Linked DNA regions of Mus musculus: region 1 is linked to region 2. Evidence: chromatin contacts called from public Hi-C data. All regions are on one chromosome and are shown on one strand. The core of a region is the stretch at or near the end of the contact, and the rest is flanking DNA. Distances in the headings are between cores, read along the strand shown. Region 1 has its middle 16 kb from the start of Gm47754. Region 2 holds the start of Lncbate6 (a long non-coding RNA gene).

Region 1 (5,759 bases), core at 105-2,604, 55 kb after region 2:
CCGCCACCACCTTGCCCCTCTTTCTCCCAATAAACCTCATGTAGAACTGTTTGGCCTGGTGTCATCCTTCTGAAGCCGCGAGGCATTCAAGATCATAACAGCAACAGTCTTACTACCTTCATTTATCTAAAGTCTCTGCGCTTTAGTATAAAATCTTTCCCGAAACAAATGAACAAAAAAACCTCTATCATGTCTCCTCTTCTCCCACACAATAACCCAACACTCTCCGTGCTGCTCTGCCCAAGATAAGTGGCAACTGCATTAACGATTGGCCCAGCGAGACATGACTGCTGGCGGAGTTGTGGCACACACACCACTGGAGTAAACAACTACTTCCTGGTTGGATTTGAGTCCCACTCCACAAGATGAAGCCCTTACCTGACACCATTATTAGGCCAAGAATGGTGCTTAGACGGGTCATAGGCCCTAAGGGAGAACTACTGCAATCATGCTGCTAAGTGGGCACAGTACTAAATTGAATCCCATTGACTTATCCCATAGATCAACCCTCATCTGAGAAACTTCTATTTGCAATAGATGATAATTAATACAATGACTCACACCTAACTAGAGTGCACAGAATATGAAAGTGCAGAATGTTTAGTTGTAAAGGAAATATATGAGTGTGTGTGTGTGTGTGTGTGTGTGTGTGTGTGTGTACGTGTGTGTTAAGAACCTTCTGGACACAGCAGACAGCTGCACAAATGCACTCACAGTGCTGGTTGTGACTGTACACACAAAACCCATGCAAGCCCAAGCCAGACCAAATCCTAGTACAGAGATGGGAACTGGGCATCCAACCCACCCCAAGCCACGAAGCCACTGGTAATTGTTATCCACTGGGAGGAGGAGAGATGGTTGTCTCTAAGAGCATAGATCTTGGTAAGTCAGCCACACCCCAGTGGAAGATCATATTTCAAGAATATCTCGGGCAGCACAAATTGGTCCTTATGGCTTGTCCTTTTTTTTTAAGGACACAAAACTGAGTAGATAGCAAAGGACGGTGGGACAGGGGAATGACTATGATCAAAACACATTGTTATGAAACTCAAAAATCTCAAAGCACTAATAAAAATTTAATTAAAAAGTAGTGGCTAATTTGCCTAAATTTTCATCATCATTATTATTGAAGTATAATAAACAAGATCCACAATAAAGCAGGGCTTGGGGGTTGCACTGTGGTGTCAGAACTGAGAGAAACGGGGCTGAGAACTCTCCCTGTGAAATGTTATAAACAACAAAAGAAGTAGGGTGAGTTACCTTTGGATGACCACAGTTACAGCAGAGGCAGAGCAGCAGTTTGACTTAACACCCTTACCAGAGGGAAGCCCCGGGGAGGATCCTAACTCAAGCTCTTCTGGGAAGAAAGTCCCTGAAAGAATGTCACACAGAGTTAAAGCTTGACCCGCAGTTTCCGTCCCAACTGCTGACTTCCTCAGTTTTAGAGTCTCCTTGTGGCAGATGTCACAGCGGATCACAAAGACTGTTGAATGTGCTTAAATAATTTGCTGTCTAGCAAAACGAACCACGGGGGACGGAGCTGTTTCCCTGTAGGAGGTACCCTCTCTCAGAGCTTAGGGATCCTTCCAACCTGTGCACCGTATCCTGGTCACTAAGTGCCTTACCCTTGCATAGGGAGCAAAGACTCTCTCACTTTGGGCTCCTGGAAAGGTTAGGCTGTCCTTTGAGTTCCAGTTCAGCCTGTGCAGAGACATAGCGGCCTTTGGGGCCCATGGACAGCTTTTCTAAGCATCCTTTCTAAACTTCCATGAGCTCCTGACCCTTAGGATCTTAGGGGCCATAGTTTTCAGAAAATGAAATCTGGATTAAAATACATTCATTTGCACTTGGTTTCTCAGACCTTAGAGACCAGTCTCAGGACATTGCACTTTACAGAAGGTTTTTCTCTTTTTCTCTGCTCGTCCTTTAAGTGGCAGAAGGGAGTTAAGACAGGATCTTTCTTCTCTAGAGATATCTGACCTACAACCCTACAGCCTCCCTCTTCAGTTCCCATGCAGATGGGTCCCAGTTAAACTTCTGCTTTTAGAGGCTGGCATGGTGGGGACAATTTGCAGCCAGGACCTGGAGGGCTGAGGTGGGAAGATTATGAGGTTTTGGCCAACTCGGGCTACATAGCGAGATCTTGGCCATAAAATAAAATAAAATAAAATAAAATAAAATAAAATAGGCACCTGCTGAGACAAAAGAAATTCTAGCATTTCCAAAAAAACAACCAAACTACAAGAAAAACAATCAAACAATAACATCAACCACAAAAACCCAAAAATCTATAAACTGAGAAACCATTTAAAATGTCCTCAGCTAGAGTAGCCGTGTTCACATTGAATATGTAAAAAGTTGGTGTATTTTAATTTTCCACAAGAAGCTGATGGGACTGTATGCCCATATTCAGTTTAGCCCAATGGAAAGCCAACACAGCCAGCCTTCACACCTGAAAGGAATTGTTTCTATGAACTAACTCTTATGGCCACGTTTTACAGTATAAAACGAAGTGGTATTTGCATATAAGATATATACAGCCTCCTCTAAACTTCAAATCATCCCAATATGCCTTTTGATAGTGAACGTGATGTAAAGACAATTGCTGCCCTGTTGTGTTGAGGGAATAAAGACACACACAAAAAGTCTGGGTGTGTTCCGAACAGACAACTTTGTTTCCCTGCATCTTTTTTATCAGTAGGTGGTGGAATCTCTCGATGCCCACAGGTTAGAAGGCTAACTGTACGAGTCACATATGCTTGTGATTTTAAATTTGCTGGTAGCCACATTAAAAGTAAAAAGTAACAGATGAAATCAATTTTAGAAACATATTTTATTTACCCAACATAACATAAACATCGTCATTTGAACATACAGTGAATGTTTAAAAGTTATTAGTGAGCAGTTTCCAGTTTCTTTTTTTAAAATAGATTTATTATTAGATTCTCTCTCTCTCTCTCTCTCTCTCTCTCTGTGTGTGTGTGTGTGTGTGTGTGTATGCATGTTTTGTTTGCATCTGTGTCTGTGTCTATGTGTGGAGCTGTGAGCATGAGTACCAGTGATTGTAAAGTCCAGAAGAAGGCATCAGCTCCCCTGGAGCTTGAGATATACGCGGTTGTGAGCTGCCTGTCGTAGTTTTGAGAACTAAACCTTGGTCTATCCAAGAACAGTACAGTGCTATTAACTGCTGAGCCATTTCTCCAGATCGCCACATCATTTTTGTGCTAAGTCTCTGGACTCTTGCAAGCTTGTTAGAATAACAGTGCATCTCAGTTTGGGTAAAGCATTCCTCATGTGCATAGAAGTGGGTCATGATGGAAGGCAACAATCTAGCTATCACAGGACAGCTGGAAGATTCCCTTAAAGAACACCGTTCTTGCCTGCTCCTTCAACGTTCGCTTTCCTGAAGACCTGTCGTCGCTGGCTTCGTCCTAGAAAGCTGTATAGACATTCCTATGAATCATGAATTTGTGATGCCCTTTCCTTCTCTTTAAATCATTCCATAAAAATATACCATTTCTCACATGAAAGCCCGTCAGCATTAACATACACTTTCTTTGAAATCTAAGAAAGGGGTTTTGAAAAAGAGAAATTGAAGAAAGCCTGAGGGTTGAATTGGTGAGCGATGTTCCTGTAACCTTGGTCCCTGCAGGACCCACTGAAAGCTAGTCCCATAAACTCGTAACACTTTGACTTCTCAAAGTAAATGTGTCACTAAACATCCTGTGCAGACTCAGCCCAGTTGTTCAGTAACGTTTGAAAGCCAAACGCTACACCACACTAAACCAGCCCACTCCGTTGAGAAAGCCAGAGAAGCAGGAAACCCATGGCCCTTAAGGTGTAAGGCAGGGACTGCTTGCCTGGCACAGTTCCGGGTAAACCTCTTCTTCTTGCTCCATCCTCTGCAGAGAGCAAGGGGGTCCAGCTTGGTTGAAACTTGGCCCCTACCCAGTAAACTCGCCAGCCTCGAGGATGGACCCATACTTGCTGGAGCCTCTCTGCTAGGGGTCATGGAGGCCACACGTCCGAGCCCTGTTCCTTGAGAGGCCTGTCAGTCCTCTTCCCTAGCTTTGTCTTAGCAGCCAGCTTCTGGGTCCCAGGACTTTCAGCACAAAGACTGCTCTCAAATCAACTCCAGCTCCTAGGTGCTGCTCCTTTCAGTAGTTCTCATCCATTTTCTCTCTCTCCTTCCTGTCTGTGCGTTTCTTCTTTCCCTCTAAGTATCATGTCTCCTGACCCCATCCCAGGGCTTGCGCTAGATAATCACCCACAGAACACGTGGCTCCCACCTTGCTTCTGGCTTACACTCATTTACACGAACCTTTGCTCCCAGCCTTGCTTGTTTTCCATCTCCTCCTCTAAAACCAAGCTAAGTCCCTTCCAAGTTAGGCAGCTCCTCCCCTCCTCTAAAATCAGCCATGGTGGGAGCAGAGGGCAAAGTTTTCAGTCCCAAGTCATCCAGGGGCAACCTGGGGTTCCAGAACCTAGCGGTCCCCTTCACTCATTGTTTCTCAATTCACTTCTTCAGCCGTGCACTCTAAGCTGGCTTCAGAGGCTCTTACTGTGGAAAAGGTTGTGAAGATGTGAAGAATGAATGATGCAACAAGACAAATCACGTGGGGAGAGCTGGTCACTTGCTTCGGCTCTCTAACTTTGGGAGTTGTGAGAAAAGTAACTTTGGAGTCATTCATTCAGTGCCGACAGCAAGTATGATAACAAAGTAAAATAAACCAGGGATGAGGGCACATACCTCTCGGCTGGGCACTTGGGAGGCTGAGAGGGATGAGCTCAAGGTCAGCTAGCCTGGTTACACACACACACACACACACACACACACACACACCACACCACATACAAACACATGCCACACACCACATACAAACACATACCACACACCACACACAAACACACACCACACACCACACCACACACAAACACATACCACACCACACACACAAACACACACACACACATACACACACACCACACCACACACAAACACATACCACACACCACACACACACACACCATATCACACCACACACAAACACATACCACACACCACACACAAACACATACCACATACCACACACACATACACACACACACCACACCACACCACACACAAACACATACCACACACCACACACAAACATACACCACACAAACACACACCACACAACATATACACACCACACATACACACACATGCACACACAAACACATACCACACACATATAAACACATGCACACACAAACACACACTACACACACACACCACATACACACATATCACACACACATATACACACCATACACACACACATACCACATATACACACAAACACATACCACACACACACCACACAAACACACACCATACATATACAACATACACACACCACACACACATACATACCATGTATACACACATCACACATACACATCACACATCACACACACACAAACACATTCAAGCACACACACAGGCCCTAAAAGCAAAATAGCTCTGTCAAAAAGAGGATAAATCAAGCTGGAGAAATGGCTCAGCAGTTAAGGGCACTTGCTACGCACCTATTTGACCCAGTTCAGTTCCCAGCATTTACATGGCAGCTCACAACCTCTATAGCTCCAGTCTTAGGGAATAAAATGGTCTCAATTGGCCTCCAAAGGTCCCAAACAGATATTCATGCAGGCAAAAACACCCATACACATAAAATTAACAATTCATACTTTCAAAAGATTAAATCAGAGAGAAT
Region 2 (6,296 bases), core at 1,106-3,605:
AGGCTGAAGGATTCTTGCCAGAGCAGATGATGCAGATGTGGCTGCAGTGGAGACCAACATCAAGACCTTACAACAACACTGAGAGGAAGCTGGCTGTAGTGTGAGAAGGGAAAAGGGTGTTTACTGCTAGCTGTAGTGAACAGGAAGACGGAGTTGATGTTATCACTGCGGGGGTAAAAAAAAAAAAATCTCTTCTAGCAGATACCAAGGTTGTCTCACAGAAAGCAGGATTGCCCAACGGTTCACAGCGTGGCCTTTGAGTAAACACTGCACATGGACTATCGGAGTCAGAGAGCAAGGGAAATGCTCTGGGGAACATTAACCCAGGTTCCCTAGACAGACACACACAGCTCACAGTAAAGATAAATAAAAACGAGTGAACAGAGACAGGTATACAAAGCACAGATAGTTATGGAGGCGTCTCTGTTTCACTCCCTCAACCTGCTGCAAGTATTTTACCAACCAGTGAGACTACAGAGGAGCACTCCCTCCCTTGCCTCCCTCCTCATACTAACTGTAGAGAGACAGAAAGTTAGGAAGATCTTGGCCTGCACAGTGTCCGTCCCTGGACATTCCCTCCCAGGCACATAACTTCGAGGTACTTAAAAGATGTTGCAAGAGAGTCCTGTGGTCCTACGAGAAGATGCCAAGCAAGATGAGTCTCTCTCAGCACTGCTTCCAGCGGATGGCAACTTCTCTTGTGTGGCCTTCAAAGCAGAGGGGACTGCAGCCTAGCTCAGGAGCATTGAGAGCCTTACTCATCTGTGAAGAGGTGAGCATGACAGACCTGGACTTGGAGTCCAAAGCAAAGAGAAAGGGGCAGTGGGATAGGGACCTATGGCCCGTCATGGCAGCTGCTGTCCCCTCTACCCAGGCCCTCTATTGTGTCCTCTCATAGACATTCAACCATCCAAAAGGGCAAGTGCATGCTGTTATGGAGTGTGAAGTGTCCCTTCACTGACTAGGCGGATGAGGACAAGTGACTGGATCCTAAGGGCTCTGAGCTAATCAGTGGATTAACCAACCCCTTGATGGATTTATAATTTGGAAGCATGGCTTGGAGATGCTACAAAAAGTAAGAGGCTGCTACCAGCCGGAGTATTAGGTCGCCGTGGGTGACTCTGTGGTGTTGTATCTTGACCTGGTCCTTCCTGTACCCATCTCTCAGCTTCTGCCATGAAGAAGCTTTTTCATCCCGCCCTCCCACCTTCACGATGCTCTGTCAAGAGAATGGAGCCAAGCAGCCACAGACTGACGCCTCCGAAGCTGTGAGCATCAGCAAATCTTCCCTCAAGTTCTTTACATGGGGCACTTTGTCACCACCATAAGACTAGCCAATCTACAGGCCAGATGCCAGCTCCTCCGGAATAGTTTCCCATAAGCCCTTTCAGCCCGCGTTAACTGACTGACAGGTGTCCCCATCACCCTCTTTCTCTGGCAGGCCTATTTTACACTATAATATTGTTCTGTTAGCATTGCAGGTTCCTCATTAGGCAGAAATAATATCATAATCCTATGTTCCTTGCACATGATCCAGATGAATTCTCCCTCTATTCCTGCTTCTCACACGAGCTGGTGCACACACACACACACACACACATACACATACACACACACACACACACACACACACACACAAGCACACGCACACGCACACACACACACCACTGCTACTACACCAGTAGAGACTCTTTGCCCCCCTTCCCAATAAAGGATATGCACTTTCCAGGGGGGCTCAAAGGGTCTAATTCTGAAACATAAATAGTGTGTATATGCTGGATCAGTTCAGAATCTATTATATCCAAAGGAAAAATTGTGGATCTATTTCTAAAAGTTTCCTAGTCACTTCTGAAGATAAATTTTGCATTTAAGAAAAAACTCAGAGTAGAGAGCTAGAAAGATGGCTCAGCAGTTAGTTGTGCTTACTGTTCTTGCAGAGGACCTGGGTTCAAGTCCTAGCACCCACATGGCTACTCACAACCATCTGTAACTCCAGTTCCAGGGGATCTGACGCCCTCTTCTGACTTCCACAGGTACCACGTATGCCCATGATACACATGCATACATGCTGGCAAACCATTTTTTGTGCATAAACAAACAAAGCCAAATAAAGTAAATAAAATTAAAAAAGAAAAAACAAGTAGGAATAGGAGATGTAGCCCAGGAAAGTACATGCCTACCACCTTCGGGACCCTAGGCTGAACCCTTAACACTGTAAAAATAATAATAATAATAATAAATTTTAAATATTAAAATGAATCAGAAGCCAGGCATGGTGGTACATGCCTTTAAACTTAGCACTTGGGAGGCAGAGACGGTAAATCTCTCTGAGTTTGAGGCCAGCCTGGTTTACATAGTGAGCTCTAGGCTCCTCAAGGCTACAGAGCAAGATCACATCTCAAAAGACACAAAAAATAAACCACAGTAATCCTTTGCGTTTGCTGTCTTGCTTTATAACTGCATTGTCTGATATGAGCGTATTTGTAACTGCAGGTAACAGAACACTGAAAATTAGAGTCCTTGGAGAAATAGCAGCCACCTAACTCAGTTAGCCAATGAGAGCATGTAACAAGGGTACCAAGTCAACTGGGGCAGGACTGGCCTTCACCTTCAACACCACTCAGTGTTCGTATCTCTCACTGCGCAACGAGTTTTGTTTGGTTTTTCATTTAAGAAAAGCAGACTTGAGGGACCTGGGGAAACAGCTCAGTATGTAAAGTGCTTGCACGATCCCCTGCACCCCCATAAGAGCTAAGTGCAGTGCTGCGCCTGTGATCCCAGGACTGGGGATGAAGAGGCAGCGGGATCATTGGGGCTTGTTCCCAAGGTCTGTCAAAAATGGAGCTCCAGATTCACTGAGAGGCCCTCTCTCTAAAAAGTAAGGAGGATGGAGCTGAAGGTTTTGAGCATCAGCTGCTCATCCAGAGGACCTGGGTCCAAGTCCCAGCATCCAACATGGATGCTCACAACCATCTGTAATTCTAGTTCTTGGAGATCCAATGTCCTCTCCTGGCCTTCAGGGTCATCAGGAATGTATGTGATGCAAAGACACTCGAGCATGCAAAACACCCATATATATAACAATAAGTGTGTGTGTGTGTATGTGTGTGTGTGTGTGTGTGTGTGTGTTTTAATGAGGAAAGTAGTTGAAGAAGATGCTCAGTGTCACTCTCAGCTCCCCAGGCACTAACACATATGCAGAGGGACACACACCTGTGCTTGCACACAGAGAAGTAGATCTGAATATATGAGTGCCCACCGGTGGCCAGCCAGGGATGCTCTCTGCAGCCACACCTCAGTACAATGATCACAGCATGGGACATGGATGCCACTGGGGTCCATTCTGAAGGACAGCTCTGTTTCCTGCCTCTGGCCAGCATCTGTGGTCAGGCAAAGCTACGAGGAAATACAATGAAGGTCAGTTTAACAAAGACCCCAGTGTGGGTGAAATTTAACACCACAGGAGACAGACTGTGGGAGGAGGAAGAGGAGCCCAGAGCCCCAGGCTCTGTGGAAGAAATGGGGAAGGGTCAGAGAGGGAACTGGAAAGAAGCCTGATCCCACTGCAACCTCTACAGCCAGACTGCTGGAGACTTCCGAAAATGAGGCACACCAGGCACAGACAGTGGTAAGTGCTTGCCATTCTAGCTCCTTGGTATCCCGAGACTAGAAGAGGAGGAGGAGGAGGAGGAGGAGGAGGAGGAGGAGGAGGAGGAGGAGGAGGAGGAGGTGTCCAGCGTTCAGAGTTTAGGACCAGCCTACTTTTTTTACACAGTAAAAAAGTCTCTCTAAAAATATGTGTGAACATACACCACACACACACATGAGAGAGAGAGAGAGAGAGAGAGAGAGAGAGAGAGAGAGAGAGAGAAATACAGATACACAGAGACAGACAGACAGACAGAAAGCCAGAGAGAAAGAGAATGACACCCACTGCCCCGGGGGGAGGGACATCTGGCCACAGTAGGTCCTTTTCCAATGAGTGACATTTCCTTGACGTGTCTGAGCTGACAAATGCTCTGCCACAGAACCTGACAATGGAGCAGACTCCTCCTCCGAGGAGCGGATGCCCTCCCTGGCAACTGGTGGTTTTGGCTCTCACAGGTCTGGGGGAAACCACAAGGCTAGTTTCTGTTTAGTTCAGGCTACCGCTAGGTGGAGAGGGTGGCTCTCTTCCTGGCTTTTTCAGCCCCTGGTACATGCTGTCACAGGAGAAGCTTAGAGCCAGGATAGGGGCTATCTATCCCTTGGTCACGAATGTCTTGAAGACTGGAAAGGTTTTAATTTATATTTCCTCTACCCTTACTCCCCCTCCCCGCCCCCCAAGAAGCTTTTCTGGAGCAAATAAGGCCACATCGCATCAGTGTCCTGAGGAAGAGTCATGCAGATTGGGTGTACTCAGACCATAGACCCTCCAGGCATGTGGGAGTCGGGGGTGGGCAGAAGATGGGCAAGCCAGGAGTGTTTGCAGGCTGGGTGGGAGGGCATGTTAAGGGTGATCGGAGCATGAGGTCAGCTGCAGCTGATAGAGGCTGCTGGCAAGAATTGCTCTCCCACTCACCCTCATCGGTTGCCCATGGAGGCTGGGTGGTTTTGATGCACCCAATCAGCTGGTGGATCCATGTTATGGCCCCCTTCTTCTGGCATCACACTCATCTCTCTTTCATACTTCCTTGTACCCTGGCTTCCTCTTATCCCTCCCATACCTATGTGCACCCCCTCCTCCAATCTCCTTCCTTAGCCCCCGTGTCCTTGCGAAATAGGAACACACTGATGGTTGAGTGCACCCTGCAGCTGGCTCAAGGCTCCCCACCCTAATGGAGGACAAGCTACCTGTTGACCCCTATATCCTGATCTAACTTTCTGATACTTTGTTAGCTCGGCGTGAGGGCACCCAGAATAAAGTGAAACGTCACATAGGTCATATGCAGTTTTTCAGAAGCAAGTGGAGAACTGCCTTTCCTTTCTACCAAGTTTGGTTGTCAACCCTGATGCTGCTGTTAGCAGGATTGTGGACGTAATGGCTGCAGCTTGGGCAATCATTTTGACCTACGCAGTATGTGTCCAAGGGTATTTGCATGGCCCCGCCCCCATCACTTCAAGTCACTAATGAGTCTTTGAGAGACTCATTTGACCACAACCATAGTCTTTGGTCAGGAAGAACTTCGATCTAGTTGAAATGAGTCTCACCAAGTTTCACACCGTCTTGTTGCAGAGATTACAGTGCCCTGACATTTTACCCGCTTGGCTAGGCCGGGCCCATTGTGCCGATGTTCCTGCTTCTAGTCGCTTTCAGGCACAGCCCACAGCAGCACATTGCTCTGTGCCTTGCATCATGGGCCTCTCACCGTCTGCCCCGGGGCTTCCCTGTTGTGGAAGATCAAGGCGCCGTGGGACCCACTACCTAAGCAGGTACACTGAGTTCAGGTCAGACTTGTGGGGCCATGGGCAAGTGGACAGAGAAGGAGGCTGGCTGCTTCATGGGTGGCCGAGCACAGCACAGATGCCCCTGCAACTATTTCCTGGTCTGGCCTCCTCTCTCAGGAGAGAGCAGACTAAGTGTGCACGCAGACTCTGCCTATCATAACGTCAATCTGAGGAAGACTTGACCAGGCAGACAAATTTTCCTTCTCCGTGCTACTGTGGCAAGCCCCAGGGCTTTTTCTGGTGGTCTCACATGAAGCAAAGCAATTAGTTTTACTCATGAGAAGCTGAGGCTAGCCCGGTAATCATCCCCTTTTTTTATCCAGCATCCTGGACACTCCTACTAGCTTTCAGAGCTCTGCCGATTCCATAAACTTAAGACAGGGAGACGTATGGAGAACTGAAGGAACCCCATGCTGAAGAAGCCCCCTCCCTCCAAGAGAGCAATATTCGCTGTTAAGTGGAAGCTGCTGCTCTTTAGGGCTCTCTTACCTGAAGTCTTATCCTGCTGCAGATACACATCTCTTGGCTGCGAGTCCCAGAGCCCTCTCTACCCTGTTATTAAAATACTTCTCTTCCCTTTCATTCCAATTTCACTTTTCCTGGCTTGGCTGTATGAGGATCCATACAACATTCCTCCCAGGAAAGTCTAAGGGGCATAATTATCCCTCGACTTGCCACCCCTGCCTCCTGCACTTGCAGCCATGAAGAAAGGAAGAGGATCTGGGGTAGGTTAGATGATGCGCCTGTGGGCAAGCACTAACAAGAGAAAACCTCCAGCCTTGTGGCTTCCACCAAATTGCACCATCATCTCACTCCCTACCCGCCCAGACTGTGCAATTTGGGAGTCATCAGATCTCTTCCTAGGCACT

What was found. A called contact is a pair of places that touch in the nucleus more often than the background predicts.
Region 1: a contact with region 2 is called in a Hi-C map of the HPC-7 cell line, with 5 times the contacts expected there. The contact joins the enhancer-like site here to the promoter of Lncbate6 in region 2. A contact is called at or near these places in 2 of 39 promoter capture datasets (the HPC-7 cell line and liver), 1 of 15 datasets of contacts at CTCF or cohesin (CD8 T cells), 32 of 484 Hi-C or Micro-C datasets (CD4 T cells, CD8 T cells, ECoMG myeloid progenitors and 21 more) and 12 of 115 datasets of contacts at active chromatin or transcription factors (CD8 T cells, the HPC-7 cell line, bone marrow-derived dendritic cells and 7 more).

Annotation. Positions count from the first base shown.
Region 1 is chr13:37,593,982-37,599,740 of GRCm38.p6, forward strand. No RefSeq gene overlaps it. Among named protein-coding and RNA genes, the nearest start is that of Gm47754, 16 kb to the left of the region's middle. Within about 2 kb of position 1,355, at least 51 of the 459 cell types and tissues checked have an H3K27ac peak or open chromatin away from gene starts, as enhancers often do. A contact at or near this core is called in ECoMG-derived neutrophils, the HPC-7 cell line, LSK cells and 8 more, where this site is marked.
Region 2 is chr13:37,537,781-37,544,076 of GRCm38.p6, forward strand. Lncbate6 (a long non-coding RNA gene) reads left to right here and starts at 2,356. Exons shown (of 3, transcript XR_382205.2): 1 at 2,356-3,628; 2 at 5,216-5,412.